Linked DNA regions of Gossypium hirsutum: regions 1 and 3 are each linked to region 2. The links are chromatin contacts, called in public Hi-C maps. All regions are on one chromosome and are shown on one strand. The core of a region is the stretch at or near the end of the contact, and the rest is flanking DNA. Distances in the headings are between cores, read along the strand shown.

What was found. Hi-C and Micro-C count contacts between places; a contact is called where the count stands out from the background.
Region 1: a contact with region 2 is called in a Hi-C map of hypocotyl, with 5 times the contacts expected there. The contact joins the promoter of LOC121211334 here to the promoter of LOC107926744 in region 2. A contact is called at or near these places in 12 of 34 Hi-C or Micro-C datasets (callus, hypocotyl, leaf and 1 more).
Region 3: a contact with region 2 is called in a Hi-C map of leaf, with 3 times the contacts expected there. The contact joins the promoter of LOC107926769 here to the promoter of LOC107926744 in region 2. A contact is called at or near these places in 15 of 34 Hi-C or Micro-C datasets (anther, callus, cotyledon and 4 more).

What each region holds. Positions count from the first base shown.
Region 1 is chrA12:15,473,164-15,476,179 of Gossypium_hirsutum_v2.1, reverse strand. LOC121211334 reads left to right here and starts at 1,340. Exons shown (of 2, transcript XR_005906650.1): 1 at 1,340-3,016. It overlaps LOC107939028 (GATA transcription factor 18), which reads left to right. Exons shown (of 2, transcript XM_016872322.2): 1 at 1-15; 2 at 128-687. The coding sequence ends at 415.
Region 2 is chrA12:15,873,596-15,876,366 of Gossypium_hirsutum_v2.1, reverse strand. LOC107926744 (succinate dehydrogenase [ubiquinone] flavoprotein subunit, mitochondrial) reads left to right here and starts at 1,395. Exons shown (of 16, transcript XM_016857666.2): 1 at 1,395-1,746; 2 at 2,301-2,459. The coding sequence starts at 1,642.
Region 3 is chrA12:15,575,108-15,578,284 of Gossypium_hirsutum_v2.1, reverse strand. It overlaps LOC107926769 (AP-3 complex subunit sigma), which reads right to left and starts at 1,476. Exons shown (of 7, transcript XM_016857699.2): 1 at 1,294-1,476; 2 at 1,149-1,191; 3 at 877-938; 4 at 605-701; 5 at 1-21. The coding sequence starts at 1,362.

The DNA.
Region 1 (3,016 bases), core at 91-2,590, 400 kb after region 2:
CCAAGAGGCCCAAAGGTAATAGACATCACAAATTAACAATTCTATCTTTGTAAACAAGTATAGTTGGTTCTTTTTTCTTTTCTTTTGTTTTGTTTTTTTTTTTTTTGAAATTATTGTTTAGTTGCAGTCACTTTGCAATGCCTGTGGAATTCGATTCAGAAAAGAAGAAAGAAGAGCAACAAATGCAATCAAGTCATCAGGTGCAACAGGTTCAATGTTGGAGCAATTACAACATCTTGGCTATCATCACCACCAGAACAAGAACAATTCACGGGTTCATCACTCGCAAAGCCAGAAAATTCCATGTTTCTCACCTGTCAATGGATTCAGGTTCATTGAAGATACTGATCGAGATTCTGCTACTGGCATTCCCTTCCTTTCTTGGAGACTCAATGTCCATGACCTTACAAGATAAGAAGAAAATAGAAGGAAAAAAAAGGAAGAAGAAGAAGAAACAGAAAAGAAACCCCACCCCTCATTGACGGTCAAGATCATGCAGCAATGACTGAAACGTTTCACGATGACGATGCTGTGGATGCTTAAATGGTAGTAGGTCGTATCTTCATTTTTCTTTTGCAAGTGATTCACTTTCACTTTAGGAGATTTGAGAGAGTTCAATTAATTTCAGCACTGTTTTTTTCACTGATTTCCCTGATGTAATGTAATATAGAACTACGTGTTACCTTATATATGCCAAAAACAAACAAACAAACAAACTTAATGCACAAATTGCCCCTGAAGTATACAGATTTTCTCAAATTAGTACATAAAGAAATTTACACAACAGTTCAAGACTTAAAAGTTTATTTTCAGTTGGCATTAACTTTTTTGTTAATACAAAAAGATATAAATTTGAATGTGTTAAAATATATTTTTTTTATTTAAGAATTAGAGAAGAGTTACGAATAATTTTAGAAATCTTGATGATACACTAAAGCTTTCCATAAAAATTAAATTTTAAAAATAATAATAATAATTAAAAGTGAGGAGAGAGAAGTGGCAGGTTTTAATTGGTAGGATAGGAGGCTGTTGTTTTTTTAAGAGTGTTAATACTTTGAGAAAAACCATATAACAAAATAAACTTTATTAGTATATTTTAAGAGGCAATTTATGCACTAACCAAAAACAAAAGTGGTTTTCTTTTTCATGTTATATGAACTGAAGTTTAGTTAGATGCGACTCTCGAATCTTACGCAAATTCTTTGTATTTTTTCTATTTGGTCTAATTATACACAATCTTTGCACTCTTTATTTAATCTTCCTGCTTTTATTTTTAGAGCTTTACTTGTTTATTTAAAAATTAAATTTTAAAAGAATCTGCAGAGAATGGAGACAGAGATTTCTGGCAATGGTATTGAGAGTGAATCTCATTCTGGTGGTGATCGAAATACAAAAAAAGTAAGATTCAAGGAAGCGGTTGATGGAGAAATAAGCAACATGGCAGTTGATTCCGACCAACAGCCGATTTTGTCTTTTAAAGACAAACTTTTGGGGGGAGGTGTTGCCTTTCTTGATGGAAATCTTGAAGGAAACTTAGATAAGAATGAGAGTGATTTTGAGTTAATGGATGGGGATGTTAACAAGTCCATAGTTAATAGGATCCCTGCAATCGACTTCTCAGAGCGAATCAAAGACTTGCTATTTAAGTAGATGGAGTTGACGGTGATTCTCAAATTATTAGGGCGTAACATCGGATATAATGCGCTTCATAATCGTATCACTAATCTATGGAAACATGTGAAAACTTTTTATCTAATGGATATTACTAATGGGTATTTCTTGGTTAAGTTTCAGGACATTGTTGATTATAACAAGGTCTTAATACAGGGTCCATGGATCATTTTTGGTCAGTACCTTATGGTACAACCATAGACAAAGTCTTTTAACCCAGCACAACCATACCCCAGTGTGGTGATGGCTTGGATTCGTTTACCGGGGCTTCCGGGCTACTTATACAAAAAACACATCATTGAAGCTATTAGAGGGTTAATTGGAAAAGTGGTCAAGCTGGATGTACAAACGGATAACAGAACTAGAGGAAAGTTTGCTCGATTGGTTGTGCTTATCAATCTTGAAAAACATCTGATATCTCATGTTTTGGTTGATGGCGCTGTGCAAAAGGTTGAATACGAGCCCTCCCGACGGTGTGCTTTAGTTGCGGACAATATGGACATACAAAGGAGTTGTGTCCATCGGTGGGGGTGAATCTGAGCCCGGGGAGCCCTGTGGCTGCGACGACAGCATCTATTGGTGGTGATGACGGTGGAGGTGGTAAGGGAAGGAAAGTGATTATGGGCCATGGATGTTGGTGGAGAGAAAATCCCAGCATGGTCAACGGGGTTCTCGGTTTAACGAAGGAATAAATTTGGGAAAGGGAACGTTGGGTTCTAGATTTTTGCCTTTAAATGTGGAAGCTGATTTAGGTGGCGAAATTAGTGGAGCTGCTGGGGAAATTTTGGAGAAGGAAGGCACTGTTTGTGCTGCTGGTGAAAGGAGTAGTGGTGAAGATAGGGTTATTTCTAAAGGGGGTTCGGGTAGGGCTAGTTCTAAGAGTCTTTTGGGTCAGGTTGGAGAGGTGACCCATGGGAATAGAGTAGGCTTTATGCCTTCAGTTGGGTCTGCTTTGGGCTTCGTTTCCACCAGGCCAGGAAATGTTGTGACGGGCCAGAGTGAAGGGGGCCCTAATTCTAAGTCTTTGGGGAAAAGGCCTGTGGAGTCAGATATGTTTCCCCAAAAAGACAAGGACCTGATTAAAAATTTTCCCTTTTTTAATTTTAATTTCTTTCTTCTGCCTACAGGTACATCGCAAGTTTTAAAGGGGGATTCCAAGGGCAGTGGGCTGTCGATGGAGAAGCATGATGGGCCATGTGCGAAAGGGCCTGGACAGGCTGGTTTTTTAAGGACCGATGGAGCCCTTTCTAGTGGCCTGGATAAGGTCATTGATAGTGTAGATGAGCATTCGGCATCTACAAGGAGTGAGGGAAATAATTTAATCCTAAATAATCCTATGTTCGAA
Region 2 (2,771 bases), core at 146-2,645:
AAAATGTTGTTTTTTATTATTCGTTTGCTAATTAATTTAATTTGAGAAATGATTTCTAATAACATTCTTAAATTAAAGTTTTTGCAGTCCATGAAGAGCACCCGTAATTGATACCGACTTGCATAAAAGGAATAATTTATCAACATAAAATGTTTCATCGTAAATGGTTTAACATCATAAAATTAGGGTGCGAATATTATTTCATCTCATAGCTTGTATATATTAAATTTTATAATTTTATAATATTAATTTTTGTTTAATTTTTAATAGATTTCTTCAAAAAATATTAATTAATTAAAAACATAATATAATTACAAAATATTCAATTTTAAAAATAATACAAAAAAATTATCATAATTTAAATATTAATATTAATACATTAAAATTTAAATAATATTATTAATAAATTCTTATTGGTTATTTATTATATATATTGTTAAATTAATTTGTTTTAATGTTAAAATTGTCAATATTTGATTTATTTTAATTTTATATTTTTCTTTGCTCTATTTAATCAAGGAATGTAATTAAATCTTATTATATTATAAAAAGAAATATAAATTTAATCTGATAAATATTATTAATATGTGACTTTTTTTTAACTATATTCTGAGCTTAACAATTTGATATTCATTAATTTTAATATTATAACATTAAAGGTTAATTCAATCAAGTAAAATCTTAAAATAATGAGATAATTTATTTAAAATTAACTTTATATTTAACATATATAAAATTATAAAGAAAAGAATTAAACAAAAGGCATAAAATAACTTAGAAAAAATTAGAAGGCATGAAGCAAAAGAGTAATTTATCCAAATTGTAAATAAGTGCTTCAAATGAAGAATGTTATGTGTCAAAAAAAGTTAATGTGAGCATGGCTTTTTTTTATAACCTTATACTGTTATAGTATAACATTTATTTAAAATTAATTATAAGAACATATGATTTTTCTATAATTAGTGGGAAAAAAATAAAATTACTTTAGATCAAACTTAATTTATTATATTGCTACTAAATTAAAAAACTGTTGAGATAAAAATATATAAATTTGATATAAAATTTGGCATATTTCAAAAATTAAAATGTTCCCCTCCCCCAATAAAAATTGGTTTCATAGTTTGACGCTAGATCTCGTGATACTTTTACTTTTCATGGATATATTGTTTTTGTTTTGTTTTTAAATAATTTTTTATATATAATATTATATAAATATATTTTAATTACATTTGTATAAATATATTTATACGTTAATATAAAATTTAAGATTACTAAAAGAATTCAATAATTTAATTAAATAATTAAAATTTATTTTTTAAATATAATTATAATAAAACAAAAAAGATTAAGATAAAAATACATTAAAAACTAATTATAATTCCTCAAAAAAATTCATAGAATGCAAAAGAAATGGCATTACGGTAGTTATCTTGAAAAACAAAGGGTAAGTGTAACGGCATACTGCGTCAAATGAGCTATTATACCCTTTCCAACTACGCCGCCATCATTTTTGCTCTCTTCCCTCCTCCAGGCAGTAACTATTCTCAGCAAATATATATATACATAAACAAAATTAACCACACGCCTTCCAATATCCACAACTCGCAAAAGGGAAAAAAGCATCCAACAAAGTAGGCGGAGATGTGGCGCTGCGTTTCTCGTAGCCTTCGAGTTCCATATTCCAACAGATCAGTTGCCGCTAACTCTCTTAGATCTAACATTTCCAGTTTCTTCTCCACTCATGCTGTATGCTTCTTTCTTTTCTAGGGTTTTTGAGCTCTTTGTTCCGCTTTTAATTTCTGTTTCTTTTCTGCTTTCAAAATCAATTCCTGCTTTGTTTTTATATTCTCGTTTTCCCAACGATTGCTGGGTTTTTTTCGGGTAGATTCTGATTAGTTTTACCTATATGTAATTTGAATCGTTTTAGTGTTTGTACTGTTTGGCTGCTGAGAAAGTTGTCCAAGGAAAAGAATCCATAGAATCTACGCATTATTTTCTTAAATCATCTTTAATTTTAGCTCGATTCAGTTGACTTCCCTAATATACAGTAGAAACAAATACCATCTGGAACTTGATCTTAGTTAACATCTTTTTCTAATGGGATAAGTTCCGTTTTCTGCCCATGTTGATTACTTTAGCTGATGTTATGTAAAATGCATATATTTTCGATTTTTTGCTAAGTATTATCTTTTTCTTTCTTCTGATTGGTTGGGAATGTTTTATAGAATTTATATATTTATTAAAAGAAAAAAAAACTGAACCAGAAGTATTTTGGTGATGGACATTTGCGATCATTGCAGGGGTCCCCTTATACAATAGTGGATCATACGTATGATGCAGTTGTGGTTGGTGCTGGTGGTGCGGGGCTGAGAGCAGCCATTGGTCTTTCAGAGCATGGATTTAATACTGCTTGCATAACTAAGCTTTTCCCAACTCGTTCACATACTGTTGCGGCTCAGGTTTTTAGACTATATGGTGTTCATGATTATGAGTTATGCTGTTTCTATTATTCAGGGCATGCTTGTGTTACAGTGGCTATAGATAAATGGGATTCATCATTCTTGATTTTATGGGCATATTGGTTCTACAGTTTAGTGGTTTCTGTACATAGTACTTGTCTCTTTGCTATTGTTCCCTTTCTTATCACAGATGTCTGTGTTGCACAATAACTGATGTTCTCCTTGTCCAACTAAGACCGAACAAACATGTTCAAAAGAAAAAAAAGAAGAAGAAGAAGAAGAAGAAGAAGAAGAGAGACTGCACAAACGTGA
Region 3 (3,177 bases), core at 227-2,726, 300 kb after region 2:
CAAAAACTGAAGGCAGCACATCTAAAGTAAGTAAAATGATCTAATATTTGAAAGAAAAATCAGCAATTATTATGATACCCAGCTGTCTAGTTTTTAAAGGAAAAGCATGACAAACCTGATAAATTATTGTCATCAGAGAACATGCAATTTTAGGGCTAAGCATCCATTAAATCTTGTAGCTTAATAACAATAATCACAAACATCATTCATGCAAAAAAGATGGTTATATACAGGTAGCATCTAGAAAGCATACTGATGCTATCGAGCTTTCCACTTAAAAGAAACCTGAGGTAAACTTAACTAAGTTGGGACTTGGGAGGCAAAACAACAGTGATCACTGATTCCAGCACACCTGAAAATCAATTTTATTTTCCAGTTTTCGCTAAATGCTCAAAAAGTAAAATCTATTTCATAAAAGGTGTATCCGAAATGAACTCAACCATAAATAATCACAAAGACCATAAAAGCGGATCTAGTCAGCTTTGCAGAAAAGGTTTTCTTATCCATAATACAAGATTTAAGTATTCAGAAATCTCCAAATATTGAGTAAATAGAAATCCTGGTTTGAAAGGTAAGCCCTAAAAGAAAAAAAATGGAAAGATACCTTGTATCAAGTCAAGCACGGCTAGCTCGTTTTCAGAACTATCAAATACAAAGACAAAGTAAAGTGTAGCAAAATGCTTGTATACAAGACGACTATCCTGCAAGTGAGAATTATGTAACAATTAATAAAGTTCTAAAGCAGAGTCGTAATAAAGCTCTGGAAGTTATTAACAAGGCTCAAATAAAAGTTCAAATCACGAGAACATAAGTGAAAATCAATTGGAAACAACTCTTACAAGAACGAGAGAAAGTTAGGAAAATAAAAGAAATTACCAGACCAAAAATTGATTCCGCATCTATGAAATTGCTTACGTTCTCAGCTCTACTGCATAAGACTGTTAAAAAAAATCAAAATCAAAACTGAAGGGAAAACAAAAGAAAACGACATAAAAAAAGATATCTATAAGTAGGAATTCAAGCATGATCGATTAGATGGAATACCAAACAAGATCACAAAAAAAAATGAAAACGAGTTTCAAGCGATCCAGAGAGGGCAATTCAAACCAATCGCAAGCTAAACTAAGAACAAATCGAGAGAAAGGAACCTGAAAAGACGCCGCGAATAAGCTCCTGCTGCTTCTCCACTGACTGATTTCAACCAAATCCGGGGCCACGTCGATTATTGAGAAGGAATTTGAATCGGTATGCAAGATTGCGGACTTCGAAAATGAAAAGTGGAGAGAAACTTACCAGATACTCATAAAATTTTGCCAGTCGTGACTTGCCTTGAGTGTTCATCACCATGACAGCTTTTATCATCTTCGCTCCTTTCGCTCACTCTAACCAAACAGTAATCTGGATTCGTTAAATATGTTCGCATCTGAGTATATAATGTAAACGGAAGGGAAAAGGTAGTCACTCAATTATGGGTAGATTTTAGTTTTGATTATTTAATTAAAAATAATTATAATTTGGTGACTGACATTTTTGAATTTATTTTCTTATCCCGTCCGTAATTAGAGGCGACCCCATTTTAATTAATATGATGATATTTTATTCCCTAAATTTTATATTTTCTAAAAAATAAGGAAAATTGTTTTTCACTATAAGAAAATGAAAATGAAAATGAAAAAGAATTTTTAAGATTTGATTTTTTGAAAAATAATTTAAATTAATTTAAATTTTTAATTGGACTTTTTTATTTAAAAATATTAAAAAATTAAAAAATTTGAAAATGGTATACCAACTTAGTTATTTACAAAAATGGTATATCAATGGTGGTAGAGAGTGTTGCATAGGCGGCACCACCCTTATTTTCTGACGCACATCGTTTTTAACTAAAAAAATAATTTTTTAATGGTGCAACCTTGTTGATACGCGACACCAAAGTATTTTTTCCCATATAATTCCAATACAAGGTTTAAATACGAGTTTAGGACAGGTTTGGGTGGTGGTGCCTATGGGAAAAGCTGCACCAAGGGTGGTGCCCATGTTATAAGTGGCACCAGTGGTGCCAATTTTGTAGGCGGCACTACTGGTGCCAATCTTGTAGGCGACATCAGTTCCCGGCCATTATTTAAGCAGTGTTTGGGAAAAAAAATTTGAGAATTCAAATACAGTAAAAAAAACTCTGTAGAAGAAGAGTAAATAGACAAAGAAGAATTCACAAGGTTAGTATATATGAAATTCATTTTTTACATTACACTAATTATTTTGCTTGAAATTGTATTGAGAATTTTTATTTCTTTTTTAACAAATCTAATATTGAATATGGATAATCAATTTTTCGTATGTGTTTATTTCAATGGAGTAATTTGACAACAATAGTTGGATGTATAATTGAATGTTGCCAACAAATAGCAATGAGATTTAATAGAAATGTCTAGGTTGATGATATGAAGGAAATGATTAGTGCAAAAATTGTTAGACGACGTGGGAGAAGGATCTCGAAACTTTTCTACAAGTTTTCAGTTTCGATAGATTTCATCAAATTCACCGAGATAGAACTTGTAGACGATGAACACGTGGAGACAATGGTCACTTTTTTGTGGGAATCAGAGACACCAAAATGCACCAATTCAGTTATTTGTTGAGTTAGTTGATGTGGAGTCAGCTGAAGATCTCACTCCATTACGTGAAGAACATGGAGTTCAAGATCCGTGTATAGTGGTTCTGATATCATACGTTGATAGTCAATCAATTGTACGCGGGTTTGGCGTCGATCTTAATGCTGCACCTGAGACTGATGCGGATGTTGATGATGGATATGATAGTAGTGATCCTTTTGATCACAAGGTCGATTGTGATGGTGATCCTAATATAGACGAGGTCTCGGATGATATCGACGATGAAGGCACGAATGATGATAGAAATGTTAACGCGTCTTCAGTCTGGAACCTGATTCGACGCATTGTGATACACAATGATTTTGGGGCACACAGGCTGCTAATAAACCCCGATGCGGCGCATGTAGCCAAGTTCCCGGAGTATCCTGATATACTACCTGTTCAGCGGTTGGCCATAGATTCTGAACATGAGGAGTTGTTCGTGGGCCAAACATTCGAAATCAAGCAAGATTGCGTGTAACGCCCCTTACCCGAGACCGTTGCCGGAGTCGAGCACAAGGCACTACTA